Linked DNA regions of Mus musculus: region 1 is linked to region 2. A link is a contact called in public HiCAR-type data. All regions are on one chromosome and are shown on one strand. Each heading gives the region's core, a stretch centred on a gene start, on an enhancer-like site or on the middle of the called end of the contact. The rest is flanking DNA. Distances are from core to core; before and after follow the strand shown. Region 1 overlaps Tecpr2 (tectonin beta-propeller repeat containing 2). Region 2 holds the start of Dync1h1 (dynein cytoplasmic 1 heavy chain 1).

Region 1 (4,770 bases), core at 2,110-4,609, 300 kb before region 2:
TTTTCAATGACTTTCCTAAAACAAAAGCCAAGAGACTCTCTTTAGTTTAGACAGGATAACAACAAGCCCCGCAGCCAAGGCAATGCTTGTAAACAACCTTACTTAGAAAGGAATGACCCCAGAATATGGGCAGGCATGCCATAGACATAGCCGTAAAATGGTCTAATGCAAGATGCTTTAAATGTGTAGAGACTGGACGTTGGAAAGGAGATTGCCCCCAAAATGACTCAACTGCCCCCAACCCTCCCAAATCTATCTGTCCCTGCTGCAGGAAAGGCATTCACTGGGAAAGGTTGACAAATCCTAACATGACAAAGATGGCAAGCCCCCTGCCACCTCTAAACTCCGTGTGGGGTAACCCTCAGCCCCATCAGTAAGAGGGAAGAAGATATAAGTCCACTGGTCACTAATATACTGGAAAATAAACTTTCAATAAAATTGACAATAAAAGTTTTAAATGCCTAGTAAACACAGGGGTAGAAAAGACCATCCTAAGATGAGCCGAGCTTCCCCTTCATTGGACTCTCCTAGCAGGGCTTCAACTGATGGGAGTAGGTGGTCTCTCCTAAGCATTTATGAGCCACGACTTTTATAAGACCATTAGTCCCCTAGTGGCTGATGTGGCCACTAACCTGCTGGGTAGAGATATCTTAGAATCTTATGAATCTTAGAATTAAATGTGGTCCTTGCTAGTGGAGAAGAGGAGAATGCTTCCAAATAGAAAATTACCAAAAATATCAAGATCAAAAGAACCCCCAATTGTAAGGGCCGCAGTTGAATAACTTACTCCCTGCCTAGAATGGCTCACAGAAGAGCCTGTCTGGGTGGAACAATGGCCATTAAACAGGGAGAAATTAACAATTTTTAAAAAAAGATTTATTTATTTATTATATGTAAGTACACTGTAGCTGTCTTCAGACACTCCAGAAGAGGGAGTCAGATCTCATTACGGATGGTTGTGAGCCACCATGTGGTTGCTGGGATTTGAACTCCGGACCTTCGGAAGAGCAGTCGGGTGCTCTTACCCACTGAGCCATCTCACCAGCCCTAACAGTTTTTAAATTAGTTAAGCACCAGTTAGACATGGAGCACATTTGTCTCTCTAGAAGCCCCTGGAATACCCTGGCTTTTGTAATAAAAGAGAAGACCAGGACCTGGAGGCGTCTTTCTTTCCTTTGCCTCTATTATACCTATAAATGCCCTGCTATTAACTTCAGACATTAGAGATCGCTTCTTCTCAATACCACTCCATGAATAAGAATGCAAAAACTTTGCCTTCTCAGTTCCTAAAGTCAATAGTTCAGGACCAGCTGACAGGGTTGAGTGGAGGGCACTCCCTCAAGTCATAGCTAACAGTCCCACCATTTGCCAGGAACCTGTAACTCACACACTAAAACTCTTTATTACATCAGGTCTCTGTATATATCACATGGATGACCTATTAATATGGCAAGATAAAAAGCAAGATCAAAAATTAACCCTAGAAAATTTTAAACAACAGGCCCAAAGAGCTCTAACAGAATGATAAGATAAGATCCAACTCATCCTCCCATCACATTCCTAGGGACAGAAATCACACTAACCTTAGTCCAGCCAGCTAAATCTGTCATTGACTTCCCCAATCTACTAACTCTAAATACCCTTCAAAGCTTTTTAGGCAATATTAATTGGCTTAGACCTCGGCTCCCCATACCAACCAGCCAATTATAGCCTTTATTTGATTTGCTTAAGGGTCACAAAGACCTCTTCTCTCTTCGCTCTCTGACAGCAGCAGCCAAGGAGACCCTTTGGTCTATTAAGCCAATCCAGATCCTTATATTCAATTCTTTCCTCAAAGTAGTTGGAGCCTTATATCAACCTTAGGGGATTCTAGAAAGGCTCCATGCACCAATAGGGGGAGCACCTCCACTACTAACTGAGGTCAGCCCTTTATTTACCATGATAAGGACAGGAAGAGAGTGCACCTTATAAATTATAAGTAAATAATCTAATGTAATTATTTTACCTTTTGCTCTCGCAGACATCCAGTGGCTCCTGAGAAACCATGCCTCTTTTGCTAATAATCTCATTGGCTTCCCAGGACAGACAGACAACCACTACCCCAAGGATAAACTGCTGACAACGATACCACTCTTTAGATGGCTCCCTCCTTGACTATTCTCTTGAGACCCATATTTTTCCCTCACAGATAAATCTACCCAATTTAAAGAACCGTATGCCACCTTCCTGATCCTAACATACCTAAAAGGACTATTAATCTGTATTCAGACAGCACTTATGCCATCAACCTACTTCTTAGCTAGCGCCATCCTATATCAGATTTGGTGGTAACCCTCTTTCCCTACTTTTTCAACAATACTTCACTTCAAACTAGAACACATCCCAAGATTATCAGCCACATACGGTCATGGTCATCCCTCCCCACATCAGACCAGAACAGTCCCAGAACAAGAGCTGCTTGCAGCACAGACCTCCAACAAAGCAATCCATCCATGGACACAGCACATGGTCTCTCCATTACCCAAGCGACATAGCAAATGATTCCCTTCCTTCTGTCACATTCTCTTTTCTGGTATAAAAGCAGTCCTTTCTCAGTCTGGCCTGGGAGACATCTTCTGCTTATTTTATTTTGCATTATTTATTTATTTGGGATGTGTGTGCACACACACTGTACACGCTATGTGCAGGTCAGAGGACAGATAACTTGCAGGAGCAAGATCTCTCCTTCCACTATGTGGAACCTCCAGAAAGAACTCAGGTTGGCAGCCTTAGTCATCAAACAGACTTGCCATTTCATTTTGTCTTGTCTAGAGACAGGGTTTCTCTGTGTAGCTCTGGCTGTCCTGGAACTCAATCTGTAGACCAGGCTGTCCTCAAACACACAGAGATTTACCTGCCTCTGTCTCTTGAATGTTGGGATTAAAGGCCTGCGCTATCACTGCCCAGCTCACTGTTTCTTTAAGATGACTCTGGCCATCTCCTGTTTCCCTCATTCCTAACTTCCTGCACCACATATTGCTGTCCTCTGGCTAGCAACAAAACCTCCTGAAACAGAAATCTAGTAATCAAAAGTGTTAAGCCTGGTGAGAATGTTCAAATTGGTAATCCCAGTACTCCAGAGGCTGAGCCAAGACAGCCATGAAAGCAAAGCTAGCCTGAACAACAGAGTGAGACCTTGTCTCAAAACGAAACAAAATTGTTAAGGACGATTCTATTTAAAAGGTACCTGGACTGGTTTTCTGGACCCACACCAAAGCATTAGGCTGGCACCACCCATCTTCTCAGGCACCTTGGCAGGCTGCTTTTCCTTTATACACAGACAAAACCACATCAGGAGAAAGTGCTCTTTGTGAGCTGGCTCTTGGCAACCGTGAAGCTGGACAAAGCTTTCATTATAAGCTTCTTGTGATGAGCCAAAGCTCAACAAACTTCAGCAGTAAATGCAAACTATTCTGAAATGGTTAAGAAGGCCAAATAAGATAAGAATCACTTCTTTTTTTTTTTTCGAAACAGGGTTTCTCTGTGTAGCCCTGGCTGTCCTGGAACTCACTTTGTAGACCAGGCTGGCCTTGAACTCAGAAATCTACCTGCTTCTGCCTCCCAAGTGCTGGGATTAAAGGCGTGCGACACCACCGCCCGGCCTTTAAAAACTTTCTTAACTCTCCACTGCAAAATGGAAGAAGGTATGATGCCTGGGCAGAAGGAGGGAACACAGGCATAGACAGAACTGAGTAAAGCAACGACTCAGGAAGATGGACACCTAGGCTGCCAGGATTAGCATTAGCTGTCAAGTGACAGGAAATAATCCTCATACCTTGCCAGGGGCTAACTCTTACAAGACAGGCAAGTGCTTTGGAGCACCCAGTCACCCCATACCCTAATATCTAAAGTGTTGACAAAACCACCACGTGCAGTGAAGCAGGATCCTGCTTCATTTCCCATCTATGTTCTTACCAATTGTTGCAGCCCATGTATTGGAAAATATCATGTAGCATAGCTTGGCCAGCCCCAACCCCAGCCTAGTCCAAAAGCCAACATGATGTCCAACAGGTTTTAGAGTAGTTCAGGCTTGGGATTTTTAGATTGAGGACACTCAAACAGTAAAATCCATGCAAATAGTCCAAAATCCAAAAACCCAAAAACTGGAACCAATTCTGGTCTCAAACATTCCACACACGTGATCATCAGCCTATATAGCTCTACAACTACTCTAGCGCCCAAATACACTATAGTTGTCTCCCCTCTCAGTCCTGTGCAAGTTATCTGTGTATCTGTCCCTGTTTGTGCTAATGTCACATAACTTCATAACTGAAGCTTTATAAGTTTGTTTCCCAGGAGGTCACTGTCTCCTAGGTGGCTCTTTTGCACTTATACACTATTTTAGTCATTATAATTTCATCTACATTTTAAAATCAATTAGTTAATTTCCATGAAAAACAAATGTGGGGTTGGGCAGTGGTGGTGCACGCCTTTACTCCCAGCACTTGGGAGGTGAGGAGGGCAGATCCCTGAGTTTGAAGCCAGCCTGGTCTACAGAGTGAGTTCTAGGACAGTCACAGCTACACAGAGAGACCCTGTCTGGAAAAACCAAATGTGGGGAGGGAGATGAGGGCTGGGTATGTAGCTCAGTAGGCACAGTGCTAGCGAGGTACACATGAAGGCCTGTGTTTGATCCCCAGCACCATAGAAGCCAAGACCAGAGGCTGCCTGTGGTCCCAGCACTTGGGAGATCCAGGAAGAAGGAGCACAGTAAAAAGATATCCTTGGCTA
Region 2 (5,252 bases), core at 2,510-5,009:
ACTCCCCTACATGACCTGCCCTAGAAACGCTGCACTGCCAGGTTAAGGCAGGCACACTAAGAACAGCCACATCCCAGCAGTGAGCAACAACTCCCAAGTCTAAGGCTGCAGTTTTGGAAGGGAGAGTGCACATCACACACACACACACACACACACACACACACACACCCCACATCATCCCTGCTCTGCACTCACAAATCTGGAGGACAGCAGTCACAGAGGCATGAGGGTTCCGTTCCCACAGACACCACCGACCCACCAGGGACAAAGCACAAGAAAACCCGCACAGTAGGAAGAAGTGCTACAAAAACACCTTTACTGGGTAAACCATCCAGATCAGGATCAAACAGCTTTTCATTTGGAAGAAAACGATCAATCTCCCTCAGACTGGGAATTTCAGAAAGGAGATAGGTGGAAAGCTGTCACTCACTTGCTGACGATGCTGCACTATCAAAAGAAGCTGCTAAGTCACCGCTTCATTTTATACTATGAGGAGTTCTGTACTTTAACGCAAAGTTTCTAAGTAGCTGGGGTAGCTTTAAAAAAAGAACTTATTTTTTAAAAAATGCTTCTAGGGGCTGGTGAGATGGCTCAGTGGGTAAGAGCACCCAACTGCTCTTCCGAAGGTCCAGAGTTCAAATCCCAGCAACCACATGGTGGCTCACAACCATCTGTAACGAGATCTGACTCCTTCTTCTGGAGTGTCTGAAGACAGCTACAGTGTACTTACATATAATAAATAAATAAATCTTTTTTTTTTTTTAAATGCTTCTATATATTTGGTACAAGTGTTTAGAAATGTCTTTAAAGTAGAGCAGTGAAGAGAGGCTGGAGACACAGCTTGGCTGGTGAGGTGCTTGCCTGACCTGTGGAATCCTTCATGACTTTCCCAGCACCACAGTAAAACACTGACCGTGGCAGTGAATGCCCTTAGCACTTGGGAGGCAGAGGCAGGAAGATCAGAAGTTCAAGGCCATCCCTGGCTACATACAAGTTTGAGTTCACCTTAGGCTACCCTAGAATTTGTTTTTTAACAAAAAGAGAGAAAAGGGAGGGATGGCTAAGATTAACAACGAATTTCTCAGTTCAGGAAATCGGTATATACTAATCACAGTTGGTGGTGTTTATTCCCCTCTCACTGCAATCTACTATTGCCTGTATATTGTCAGAAGCCAATTCGAACTCCTAAGAACTACCTAAACAAAGCCCTCCTGCCAAGGACCCAGAGACTGTATGGGCCTAGTGCAAAGTTCAGCGTTAGACTGTGTGCTTAGAAACCCCCAGGAGAAAGAGATTATTAGATAAACTGTGAGTTGAGGTCAGCCTGGTCTACAACACTTCAGGCCATCATTAGCTACACTGAGAGACTTCTCAAACAAGCAAACAACCAACAACAACAAAAGGGCGTGCATGTGCAACATCCGGGACTCAATCTCCAGCACAGAAGACACACAAGCTAACTCAGAGGAGACCTTAAGGCATCAACTTGGATTTAAAAGGATGAGATGGGGGGGGGGGTTGCTGTGGGGAGACTGGGAAGAAATGTAAATAAATAAAATAATCAATAAAAAAAAATCTTTCCCTTTGCTTCTGTAAGTGAACAAGAAATTAATGATATGCTAAATCACTAGGAATGCAAACAGGATTTTTATAAACACAGAAGAGTTATTTCAGTCTCAGACAGTCAAATTCCTTAGTCAACTTTCAAAAGTGCAAGTCATTATGGAACCTTGCTGGGATGCTGGATCATCCCTTGCTGAATAGACACTTGTTCCATTCCACCCTTGATACAAGACGGACAGATATGAGGAGAACAAATTACTAATGACAGAGCAAAGAGAAAAACTTGGGGATTTTTTTTCGTAAAGAGAAATCATGACTCATGGTTTTTGTGTTTTTATATTGAAATCACTAATTTCAATACACAAACTGTGCAACAAAGAATATAAAAGAATTAGCTAGGGCCAAACTACTCAAAATCGTTAAAAACATAGGTTAAAAATGTATTTTAATAAAATGTATTTTCACATACCCCGCAAAAGAGCAAGTAGGGATCAAAGGGCTCACAGGGCCCTGCTGGGGCAGGGTTCCAGATGACTTTCATTTCAGATATGTTTCAAATTTTCTACAGTTACATGGTCTTTTGGACAAAAATAGATTTCCACGCAGGAATAAATACAAACTCCAATGTAAAGGAAACCATCTTCAGTCACACTAACACTAGCCAGGCACTAATAGCATCCTAATGCTTTAGACATTGTGTGTAGATTGAAGAAAAATATTCTGCTATCTTCTAACTGCAGGCCCAAACCAAGGCTGTGTGAACATTTTGTAATTAAGAATAGCCTTAAAGCGATACAAACTATCGAAAGGACAGCCACTCTGGTTTTCTAACGGAACCACACAGCCTTTGGAACTCTAGGGAACTTGCTAGCAAATATTCTCAGTCCATCTTCAATCCCTAAGGGCTATTTTACTTTTAAACAGCACATCTGGGTTCCTAGGGAAATGCCACACCCATTCGCCAGCATGTCATACAAGTTCCCCAGATGCTACAAAGTGGTTTTAAAGCCTCAAGAAGGAAGGAGTCCTGCAAGCAAGCCCCCTATTCCAGATCAATCTAGGGATGTTGTGAGAGTCTCTGCTGGAGGACACAACGGGAACATGTCAGCTTCTTTGCCTCCTTCCCCAACTAGGTAAGCAACAGTTCTTAAGTCTTTGAAATCAGACTTAAATGTCACAGAGCTGTCATTAGGGTCATCTAAGCAACAATTTCAAGCCATGATCAGCAAAACAAGCAATTTGGACTGGAAACTGATATGCTGAGTCTAATCTCAAGGTCCTGTATTTTAGCTGGTGACCTTGGACCAGCCACGGGACTCAGTTTCCTGGTTTGTAAAACTGGGAGATACACCCACTCAACAATGATGCTGCGAGGCCAATGGAGGCCTACGCGTAGGCAGCCGCAGACAGCAGAGATGCTGGGTGACCAGGGCCTGCCCACTCCGGCTCCCGCCAACCCACCGGTCCCCGAGCCCACCCAAGGGCCAGCACCTAGGCTGTCCTAGACACACTCTTCCCAAAGCGAGCTAAGCTTGGATACGAATCGAAACCAAAAAAGCTCATGTGACTCTGGAGGCAGGGATGCGGCCCTGTGCCCAGCCGGGACCGGGAGACGCTGTCTCCACCCAACTCGGCCATCTTGAGAAGCCGCGGAGACAAAGCGACCCCACTGTGCGGGCGCTGGCGGTCCGGGCACCCTAGCTGCTCCACGCGACCGGGGAGGGGGCGCCGCGCACCTTTGAGGGTGGAGCGCTCCACCAGGACCGTGTGGACCTGCGGGTCTGACAGGAACTTGCGCATCTGCTCCAGGGCGCTCTTCTCCTCCAGCGCCGCCTCCAGCGCAGCCGGCGCGTCGCCGCCGTCCTCCAGCAGCAGCGGCACCAGCTTACGCAGGTGCTTCTGCAGCACCGCCACGTCCGCCACATTCTGCACCGCCGACACCTCCAGGCCGGCCGAGCCGTCCTCGCCGCCGCCCGGCTCCGACATGGCGGATCCACGGAAGGGAGAGAGATAGAAAGAGAGAGAGCGAGAGCCGAGAGGAGCGGCCTCCGGCACGAGAGAGCAGTGAGCGAGGGGAACCGGCGACAGGAGACGCTCTGCCCGCTAACCCGCGGCCGACTGCGGACAGCGGAGCCGGCTCCGCCCTAAAGGCCGCCGCTCCCGCCGGCCCCGCCCCGCCCGCTGGCTGCAGCCACCGGCGCCCGCTCGCGGTCGGCGTCGCGACGTTACGCATGCGACTGGAGGCGGGGCTATGTGCGGCGCCGCGTGGCCTTTTGGGACTTGTAGTCGGAGGGCAGGGCGGGACCCATTACTCTGCGCAAAAGTGGTCCAGGAACCGCGTCTGTCTTCATTGCCAGGTGGCAGAGAATATCACAGAGCCAGCCCCTCAGGCTTCATAAATAGTGTTTTAAGGATGCATTGACGAGAATTGACATTTAGTGAGAGTTCATCCTCTGCCCGACATTGCTATTAATAACCTGAGTTCTCCCGTTGAATGAATGGAGTCTGGAGTCCCAACTGCCCAGTCGTTATTAGATACACATTGGGAAGATGAGGACGTTTTTTCAGAGGAGATGAGGGGCATGCCCACAATGACTTCGCTAAACTGGATAGGGAGAGAGTGGAAGGGAGATGATTTTAGCTGAGGAACTGGCGTCTGAGGAAGGGAAGGTTAGGTATGGGTGGAGCAGCAACTGCAGTGCAGTCTAACGGTAGGCTAAAAGAAACCTGGATAGTAGGAACATCAAGCTACGATGGGACCTGGCTTCTGAACACAGTGTCATTTACCAAGCGAGGGTGATGTAAGAGAAGGACGCATGAGTGAATCCACTGACAACGGTAAGCTCCCCATACCTGCAGCACCCACCGCTCTGTGGGTTCGGGAATCTGGATCGGCAGGAGGCAGGGGCTCAGATTGCTCCTAAGTTTCCCTGCATCTGACCCATCACCCCTCCTCCCATACACGGAGGACAAGAAGGGCAGAATCTCTTTGCTTACTTTCTTAGGGTTAGTAACTGGCCTTTGAAAGTTCAGGTCATAACTTGCCTGTTCAATTGGGTAGAGGGAACTAAGCCAAAATGATCTTTAAAAATATAATAATGCCGAGTTAGAAAGCTGAGTCCTGATTGGTGGGATGATGGTGGTATGACTTGATTCTCCCAAATCATCTTTGGAATACGGGAAGCCCTACAATATGCTTATTCCTTGCACAATTGTCCTGTGCCAGGTCCCAGAGGCTGCTGATGGAGGCCCGAAGATTCTTCTAGAAGCCAGACAGAGAGAGAGACAGAGAGACAGAGAGAGAGAAAACAGATAAATATCCCCATTCTCCCTCCATCAGCCCACCCTGGTGTAATGTGTCATAAATAATCTTGCAGAGGTGAGAGGACAGACCCAAAGCTACTGTGGTGAATTGCTACTGTGGAATTGCTGGCGTACTGGCAGTGATCAATACTGAATGTCCACCTGACACTAGGTGCTGTGTTAGTGTTTCCCTCTGCCTATCCTGCAGAGATAGGAACAAGGACAAAAGACCGGAGATTCTGAAACCTGCAGGGACTTAGTGGGTGTGGGGCTGATTGCACACTGGCTGCACTGTGAGTCAGCACCTGGGAAATGCAGTCATTCAGTTATCCGAGGACTCACTCATCTGCAACCTGGCTCCACGCCAGGGGACAGATAGCAGGCTC

What was found. HiCAR-type assays count read pairs that join an accessible place to other places.
Region 1: a HiCAR-type map of astrocytes shows a contact between it and region 2, with 2.1 times the contacts expected there. The contact joins the enhancer-like site here to the promoter of Dync1h1 in region 2. A contact is called at or near these places in 7 of 39 promoter capture datasets (the C10 cell line, the HPC-7 cell line, cranial neural crest and 3 more), 1 of 15 datasets of contacts at CTCF or cohesin (the NIH/3T3 cell line), 4 of 484 Hi-C or Micro-C datasets (CD4 T cells, CD8 T cells, the HPC-7 cell line and 1 more), 12 of 115 datasets of contacts at active chromatin or transcription factors (the 230-238 cell line, the SCID.adh cell line, astrocytes and 7 more) and 3 of 9 other capture datasets (adipose tissue, liver and pancreatic islet).

What each region holds. Positions count from the first base shown.
Region 1 is chr12:110,900,855-110,905,624 of GRCm38.p6, reverse strand. All of the region lies in intron 2 of Tecpr2 (tectonin beta-propeller repeat containing 2), which reads right to left. Among named protein-coding and RNA genes, the nearest start is that of Tecpr2, 14 kb to the right of the region's middle. Within about 2 kb of position 3,359, at least 37 of the 459 cell types and tissues checked have an H3K27ac peak or open chromatin away from gene starts, as enhancers often do. A contact at or near this core is called in the SCID.adh cell line and astrocytes, where this site is marked.
Region 2 is chr12:110,599,902-110,605,153 of GRCm38.p6, reverse strand. Dync1h1 (dynein cytoplasmic 1 heavy chain 1) reads right to left here and starts at 3,759. Exons shown (of 77, transcript NM_030238.2): 1 at 3,300-3,759. The coding sequence starts at 3,549. Gm35558 (a long non-coding RNA gene) reads left to right here. Exons shown (of 2, transcript XR_381950.4): 1 at 1-4,401; 2 at 4,790-5,252.